3 separate regions of the Sus scrofa genome follow, and all the other regions are linked to region 3. The links are chromatin contacts, called in public Hi-C maps. All regions are on one chromosome and are shown on one strand. The core of a region is the stretch at or near the end of the contact, and the rest is flanking DNA. Distances in the headings are between cores, read along the strand shown.

Region 1 (2,709 bases), core at 206-2,705, 370 kb after region 3:
GGAACTCCTGGGGGCTTTGGTGTTAAAGACCCTCCTCTGAAGTCCAGGGTCAACTCCAGTCCCAAGTGACACCCCACCCCCAGCCACCCAGCCCCCTACATGCAGTCCCACACAAGGGCCAGGAGGACCTTCTCCCCCAAATGTCCCCGTGTGCAACCTCCCCTCTCCAGGTCTGCTCCCCAGAGTCAAGTTTTCTCGCATCACTCCAGAAGCCTCCTGATCTACCTCAGCTACTCACGTCCAGGAGGACTTGGAGGGGTTTTCCACGAGCAGGGGGTGCCTTCATCAATTCTTTTCTGGCAAGGCCCCCTCCCAGAGGCCCTCTGAGAGGTCTGAGGGAGCAGCGCCTCCTCGGAGTACCTCATGAGGTCGAAGCCAGGAAGAGGATGAAGCTCAGAGGGTCACCACCTCCAGGGTGCCCGCCGGGAACTCATCGAAGGGTTTGCATCTAGGGATGGTGGGCGAAGCCTTCCTCCTGGGGGCCCATCAGACCCCTGTGCCAGGTGGCAGGTCATGCCCACATGCATTCATGGCCCCCATCTCTGACCCCATCAGAAATGGCAAAGCCTCAGGAGAGGCCCTCTGGTGAAGCCCACCCTGTCCTGCTGGATCCTGGGAATGTGGAAATGCTCATTTATTCAAGAGATTTACTGGAGTGCCTGTCATGGCTCAACGGAAACAAACCTGACTCGTATCCATAGTATCCAGCGGGTTCAATCCCTGGTCTTGTTCAGTGGGTTAAGGATCCGGCATCACAGTAAGCTGTGGTATAGATCACAGATGCAGCTGGGATCCCGTGTTGCTGTGGTGTAGGCTGGAAGATGTAGATCAGATTCGACCCCTAGCCTGGGAACTGCTATACGCTGCCCGTGAGGCCCTAAAAGCAAGGAAGTAAATCAATAAATACAAACAGGATTTACTGGACACTGTTCCCCGAGTTGCTCAAGGAACTGGGGCACTTGGGATGCACACGCACACAGCTGCACAAACAGCCCACCTGCTGGAGTGAGCCACCCGCAGCCCCAGGCTTGAGTGATGCTGTGGTGAACGGCGGGTCCTGCCAGGGCACAGGCAGGGGCTCGGTTTCTGAAGGGACAGAGTGGGTCTGTGGGGGTGACTTTGACAAAAGACGGAGAGGGGACAGCAGGGCAAGGCCTGGCCAGAGGTGGCGGAGGAGCAGGAGGGGAGGGGATGAGGAACCAGGTAGCTCTGGCCTGGGGAGGGGAGCGGGAGGGGCTGGGTGAGGATGGGCTGAGAGCCGTCTGGTCCCTCCGACCCCGACCCTGGTAGGGAGGGTCCCCGCAGCCCAGGCATCCTCTTTGGCCTGGGTCAGGGCTCCCAGCCCCTGGAGGGGAAGGCAAGGTTGCTGACGCGAACTCGAGCTCCCGCCCCGCCCTGCCTCATCCTCTCTCTGTCCCTGATCGCCCCCTGGTGGCCGTAACCGGCCGATCCAGAAGCAGGAAAGGGATCTGCGGCGCTTTTTTCATCTTTCCTTCCCAGATCCTCCTCTGGCCCCTTAACCATCCCATTAGCCTGAGACTCTGGGCACGTGGCAGGGAGGCGGATGACTAAATGGGCAGGGGCGGATGTCACACGGGGGAGAGGGCATCAGTGACAACTGTCGGTGCCCAGACTGTTAAAGTTGAGGGTCCTTTCTCCGCATGTTCTCTGCTTTGGCCACAGAGCCTGACCCAGGGGAGGTCTCATCAAATCCAGAAGTCTTAACTCACCGTCTGTGGCTTCCCAACTGGATGGAGCAGCGGAGTGAACGTGTGTTCAAATTGCCGTCCCGAGGGACCAGTGGTTGTTAAAATTAATGTAAATGTATTCTTTAATTGCAGAAATTCAGGGAGGAGCTTTCTTCATTTAAAAGCGATCTGTTGGAGTTCCCGTTGTGCTCAGCGGTAACCAACAGCTAGTATCCATGAGGAGGAGAGTTCAATCCCTGGCTTCATTCAGTGGGTTAAAGATCCAGTGTTGTCCTGAGCTGTGGTGTAGGTCACAGATGAGGCTCAAATCCTGCGTTGCTGTGGCTGTGGAATAGGCTGGCAGATGCAGCACCAACTGGAACCCTAGCCCAGGAACTTCTACATGTGGAGGGTGCGGCCCTAAAAATAAAATAAAATAAATAAAATAAAAACAATCTGTTCTCACTAGTGCAGGAGTTAGCTATTTATTAAACCTATTCTGATGACATAATTCTTTGGCATGGTCATGCACTTTATATTTAAAGTTATCAAATGCAAACCAGGGTGAAATGATATATTTAGAAAGCTATAGAAATATTTTTCTAATACAGCATCTTATATACTTACTCCTTGCATACTCATCTTCAAGCACACATGTGCCTGTAGGAAATAGAAATGCCTTTTTCCTGCAAATTACTGGTGTGTTTAAAGTTCAAAGTTGATTGACACATGCTTTGCTTAATGAAGGTAATTACCAAGAATAACAGCGCCAAACAGATCTGTTCAGTGTAACAATCTCTCCTGCCACGTTGATGACATTGAGACCTGTCAGATACGCGGTTTTGCCCCCAATCACGCGAACGCACGTTCGTAAGACAAGAAACAGATTAATAAGCATCCACACTTTCCTCTAAACACTTGCTGAAAAGAATAAACGCCGCTGTCTCCAAAGGAAAGGATACATGGGTAGACGTTTTGTCGATGCAGCCTCCAAAAAAAATAACCCCGAGGGGTTCTCAGG
Region 2 (2,700 bases), core at 60-2,559, 310 kb after region 3:
TCTCCACTATGCGTCCGCTTGTGTCTCTCCATATGGTACTTCTGGATGAACTTCATGCTGCACTGGTCACACCCGAAGGGCTTCTCGCGGCTGTGGATCTTCTCGTGCCTCTGCAGCAGGTACTTCTGGATGAAGCCCATGCTGCACTGGCTGCACTGGAAGGGCCGCTCCCCGGTATGGATGAGGACGTGCCTCCGCAGGTGGTAGGAGCTCCGGAAAGCAGCGCTGCAGTGGTCGCAGATGTGAGGTTTCTGACTGGGGGACAGGACGGCGCCTTCTCCGTCTCCAACCAGCGACGGCTTGGAAGATGCGCTCGGCTTCCTCTTGGCTTTGATTCCCTGAGATTCTGGCTTTGGCCTCTTCGCCTTCTTCACGCCCGCGTCCTGCTTGGGCTCCTCGGGCCCGCGGGGGTCGTCGGTCCGGCCGCCGCCGCCCAGCAGCACGTCTCGAGGGTGCGGGGCGGGCGGCGGGTGCAGGACGCTGAGGTCCTGGATGACGCCGGGGCCGCCCCCGTCCCCGCCGCCCAGCGCCGGCGCCCGCTCGTCGGCCCCGGCGAACAGCCCCCCGTAGTGCGGGTGCGGGGCGCCCGGCGGCTCCTCGGGCTCGGCCGGCTTCTCCTGCTTGATGCTGACCAGCGACTGCAGGAAGCCCCAGGAGGTCCTCTGCGCCGGGAAGGCCGCGCCGGGCGCCGCCGGCTCCTTCTTGAAAGTCACGTCCGGGGCGGGCGCCGGGGGGGGCTCGGCGGCCGGGGCCGCGGCCGGGGCGGCGGCCAGCACGCACTGCGGGGGAGGGGCGGCCGCGCCCGCCGGCCGCGCGAAGCTGGCGACCGGGGGCAGCCGGTGGTTGAACATCACCATGCCCGGCGGGAAGCTGGGCTCCATCTCCGCCCGCCCGCCGCTGCCCGCGCCGCCGCCGCCGCCGCTCAGGAACGCGCTGCCGACTTTCATGCCCCGGAGCAGGCCTGGCTGAGGAGAGGAGAGAGGAGTGGGCCGGCCGCCGGCCGCGGACGCCCCCGCCCCGCCCGGCCCGGCCCGGCCCGCACCCCCGCCCGCCGCCGCCGCCGCTGCCGCCGTCGTGGCCGCCGCCGCCGCCGCCCCGCACTTACGGGTCCGCCGCCGCCACCGCCGTCGCCGCCGCCGCCGCCGCCTCCGGTTAATAAAAATAACGCCGTCCTCTCCACAATGGAATTAAAAGCCTGCGCGGCACTGCGCAGCCGCGGCGCGGGGCCTGCCGGGAGCTCGGCGACCGGGCCCGAGGGCCGCTCGGCCGCCCAGCGCGCCTGCGCCGCGGCTTCCGCCCGGCCGCCTGTCAATCACTCGGGCGGTTGGGCGGAGGGAGCCCCCCGAGCGGGGAGGCCCCGGGCGGCCGGGCGCGATTGGTGGGCTGCGCGCCGGCGTGTGGGGGCGGGGCCCGGGGCGTGCTGCTCGGCGGACCCGTGCGGCGTGGCTGGGCGGCCGAAGAGAAAGGCTGCTGAGGCGGGGGTTGAGCGGGCTGCCGGCGGTCGGGGCTCCCACCCCTCTGTGGTTTGCGGGCCCGGCGTTGCAGTCAAGCCCAGACCCAGGCGGGGACGGCTTGGGGCACCGCGGGTTGTGCCTACTTGCGTTAAACTTGCAGTGCTCCGCTTGTACTAAGACTGATAGCCTCGGGTCCCCCTCTTTCGGGTGCAGACACTTGAATAATGGGCGCGTAGCCTCTGCATGGGTGGGAGGAGCCTGCTTTGAAACTGCGGCAGAGGTACCGTTGCAAAAAAAAAAAAAAAAAAAAAAGTTGTCTTACTGCCAACCTACCTGAAGGCTACTGGAAAAGGAAACCGCGTGTGATCCAGGTGCGGCAGCCCTGTAAAACACACCCACACACATGTTTCATCATCAGATGGTTTTTAAATGCCCACATACCTTCTCGGTCTGGCTAATGAGTCTGCCGGCCAGGTTCTACTGCTGCCTGGTTTCTTCTATTATTTAAAAAGAGGTGGATGCCAGGCTCTTCTAAGCTCTACCCAGATCCACTCCGCCCGCCCCAGTACAGAATACTGAGAAATGCAGTCAAAATGACGAATTGCCCTCTTAAGGGAACATTACAAAGTAAAATCTTGAAATCAAAGATCAACAAAAATCAAACAAATATTTATTCAGTGCCTAAGGTGCAAACAAGGGCACCCACTTTGATGTTTAAGTGTGCAAAAATCTAAACCAGCAACTTTTCTGACCAAGAGTAGATGTAAATAACAATTTTTTTTTCCCATAAAAGAGCCAGAACCATGAGAATAATTTCTTTTCATGGTACGTTTCATAATGAAATTACAAGTCAACTGTCTCACTATTTCTAGCCATAGGACTTCTCATAATTAAGTAATAAATGACTCCCCCGAGAAATTTTGCAACTGGAACCATAAAGATCATTAACTAATCCTTGTGGGCCTCTCCGAGCCTGCTCCAAAGCTTAAAAGACAATATTTAATGAGTATTTTGAGACAAGAAATACTAGTATCTTTGTAACATCATGCAACGCCACAGATGCCATTCTGCCACTTAAACTGAAGTTTGAATGCTGTCAAGTATAGTTAAGTGTTAAAAGAAGGACTGAAGATTCAAAAACTTAAGGCAGTAGTAAAATATTCGTCGATGCCTATGAGAAATGAGGCTGTCCCTTTCATCAGGGTGTCAGTGTTTAATGGTAAGCTGGGATGCCTATAAGCTAGTC
Region 3 (2,700 bases), core at 181-2,680:
GTCTTTTCTAGGGCCACACCCTCGGCATATGAAAAGACATATATCGGTGATCCCTTGGGGCTCAGCAGGTGAAGGATCGGGTGTTGTTACTGCTGTGGCTCTGTTTCTGCAGCGGCACAGGTTTGATCCTTGGCCCAGGAACCTCTGCATGCTGTGAGCATGGCCAAAACAAACAAACAAAAAACACAATAAAAAAGACATGTACTGCTCTAAGAATCCAGGTTTTATGACTTTCAGGTACAACAGGATATTCCGCAAGAGCTTAAAACAACACTGAATCATTTGAGTGAGAGTTCTTTCATGATAAAGAGTGATCCAGATTTTTTTTCCATGGATTCAAGGAAAGAATGACAATTTTTAAATCATGAAAAACGTGGAGTTCCTGTCCTGGCTCAGTGGAAACAAATCTGACTAGTATCCATGAAGACGCAGTTACGATCCCTGCCCTCGCTCAGTAGGTTAAGGATCTGTGATGTTAGGTCGCAGACGAGGCTCAGATCCTGAGTGGCTGTGGCTGTGGTGTAGGCTGGCAGCTGCAGCTCCAATTCCACCCCTAGCCTGGAACACTCCGTACACTGCAAGCATGGCCCTAAAAAAAAAAAAAAAAAAGGAAGAAGAAAGAAAAAGAAAAATGTATTACATAGTCATCCTTTCACCAGCATTAACCTCAAAGTATAAGTTTTACTTTACTGGGGGTAAAGAGATAGGCTGCCCTTTTAATCAACTGACCAAGGTACACACAAGCTAAGGTTAACGCCTCAGCTAATGAAGAGGCATGATAGAAAGAAAAAAAAAAAAAGTTGGTTGACCAAACACGAATCTAGAGATGAGCACCAGCTTGGAAATGCTACCTGCAGTGCTTCCAAGTGTCAATCATATCCCTAGTCATCACTTCAAGAATTAATATCTTCCAACGTTATCATCTAAAATATATTTACAGAGGTCAGAAGAGCTACGTCTGTCGTCCTCTGTGCAAAGAGGTGATGACATCAAGGGGGTATGTCACAAGCCGAAGTTTGGTTAGTGGATTTAAGCTGGTTTGGAGTTTTACCCACTAAGAATGATCTTCTGACCCGTCAGTTTTACAACTCTCCCCTCTCTGAGCTGCAAGGCACCTCTCCACCTCGGAGTTAATCATTTCTTTGCCATTATCTGCCAAGAGTTCTTATCTCTTTTGCTGTCACTTTATAACAGGGTCCTCTTATCAACCTGCATAGAGTCACGTGATGAGTCCAAGCCTATCAAAAGTTTCCATTCCTCTGATTAGAAACCATCATGAAACTGGATAGATGGTTTACAGCAGGTCACTAATGCTGGAAAAAGTACAGAGTCCAGGGAAAGACTTGCTCGTAACTTTCTGGATTCTTGGATTTTTTTTTTTTTTTTTTTTTTTTGCCTTTTCTTAACTTTCACTAAGGATTACATTACTGTAGTCTGATGTGTCTTCCCCAAGGCTATGAAATTTGACAAGCTGCACTTTTTCTTACGCCAATGGTTTCTACTTTAAGCCAAAGGACTGCTTATAATTTCACTAAGAATGTCTTCTAATTCGGATACTGGAGGTTTACAAGAATCTCTAAAGCCCGGACTTACACCTATTGGTAAGTAGGAGTTGCTCTATTTATCATCTGTTTATTATCCTGCTACTGCACTAATACATGTAATTTAATCGCATTGATGTATTTGCTTTTCTAAGTCACTGCCTTTCCAAGTGTGTTTATTAAAAGCACGTAAGTTCCATGTATATATCACACATTTTATCTTTTTTTAAAGTCCAAAAAAGGCATATGAGTACTTCAAATATTATTCATTATCTCCACTGCTTTTGGATAGCATTCTATCAGTGTATAACAGCTAGGAAACAAAATGTTGAATATATCCATTTCATCCCTAATATTTTCTGATAACTTTAAGTGAGAAATAATAAGCTAAAATTTGAGCAACTTGAAACAAGTTAACCATATGGAACCATGATTGCTCAAACTTTAACAAATGCCTTCATGTATTTGTGGAATTTCAAGCCACACCACAGTATGTCTCATTCATTAGAGATACTATAGAAAACTTCCGTTTTTCATGCCCCCCCCCAAATCACACCATCATTAGTGAAGGATTAAAAATTAAGGGTTACTGCCTGTTTTTCAAAACAATAAGCATGCCCTTCTTTTCATAAACAGAGTAAGTAAATAAAGCTCATTTTCATTTTTTACAAGAATAAGTAATGGCATCACAAATATTAATGTTACAGCATGAAATACCTTCAATGAACCCTGAAACTAAAGGACTAAAGAGAAGTGATTCCCAGGGGTCTATAATTTTGAATCGGTTGGAAATCTTGCCCTTATTCCTTTCCACTAGTTTTGGAAGGACCTAAGTCATTTCTTGCAGTCTTTTCTTTCGACCTGGAATTTCCCTGTAATTCGCAGAGGCCTGTCATCCGCAGGGACAAGAAGGAAAAAATCAAGGCTTGGGCTTTTCCTCTTTCTCGCTTGATAACCAGCTGACTCCACTGAATGTAGTGATTGCCTTTTTATGGGCCAACTACACCCTAAAGTATATCAATTGAGGAAATGGTTACCAAAAAAAAATGTTCTGTACTTATGAGAAAGAAAACAAGAGGAAGGCGAGCAGAGCGCAACAGAGAATCAATCACTCTGCAGATAAAAAGAAAATGTGAGCAGAGAAAGGAACTGGAAGAGA

The links. Hi-C and Micro-C count contacts between places; a contact is called where the count stands out from the background.
Region 1: a contact with region 3 is called in a Hi-C map of undifferentiated spermatogonia, with 2.2 times the contacts expected there. The contact joins the enhancer-like site here to the promoter of NR5A2 in region 3. A contact is called at or near these places in 7 of 47 Hi-C or Micro-C datasets (embryonic fibroblasts, epiblast stem cells, fetal liver and 4 more).
Region 2: a contact with region 3 is called in a Hi-C map of liver, with 9 times the contacts expected there. The contact joins the promoter of ZNF281 here to the promoter of NR5A2 in region 3. A contact is called at or near these places in 1 of 5 promoter capture datasets (liver) and 3 of 47 Hi-C or Micro-C datasets (fetal heart ventricle and liver).

The regions. Positions count from the first base shown.
Region 1 is chr10:23,100,481-23,103,189 of Sscrofa11.1, forward strand. No RefSeq gene overlaps it. Among named protein-coding and RNA genes, the nearest start is that of ZNF281, 63 kb to the left of the region's middle. Within about 2 kb of position 1,456, at least 12 of the 83 cell types and tissues checked have an H3K27ac peak or open chromatin away from gene starts, as enhancers often do. A contact at or near this core is called in fetal liver and undifferentiated spermatogonia, where this site is marked.
Region 2 is chr10:23,037,812-23,040,511 of Sscrofa11.1, forward strand. It overlaps ZNF281 (zinc finger protein 281), which reads right to left and starts at 1,310. Exons shown (of 2, transcript XM_021064496.1): 1 at 1,106-1,310; 2 at 1-965. The coding sequence starts at 947.
Region 3 is chr10:22,726,589-22,729,288 of Sscrofa11.1, forward strand. It overlaps NR5A2 (nuclear receptor subfamily 5 group A member 2), which reads left to right and starts at 1,431. Exons shown (of 7, transcript NM_001267893.1): 1 at 1,431-1,601. The coding sequence starts at 1,538.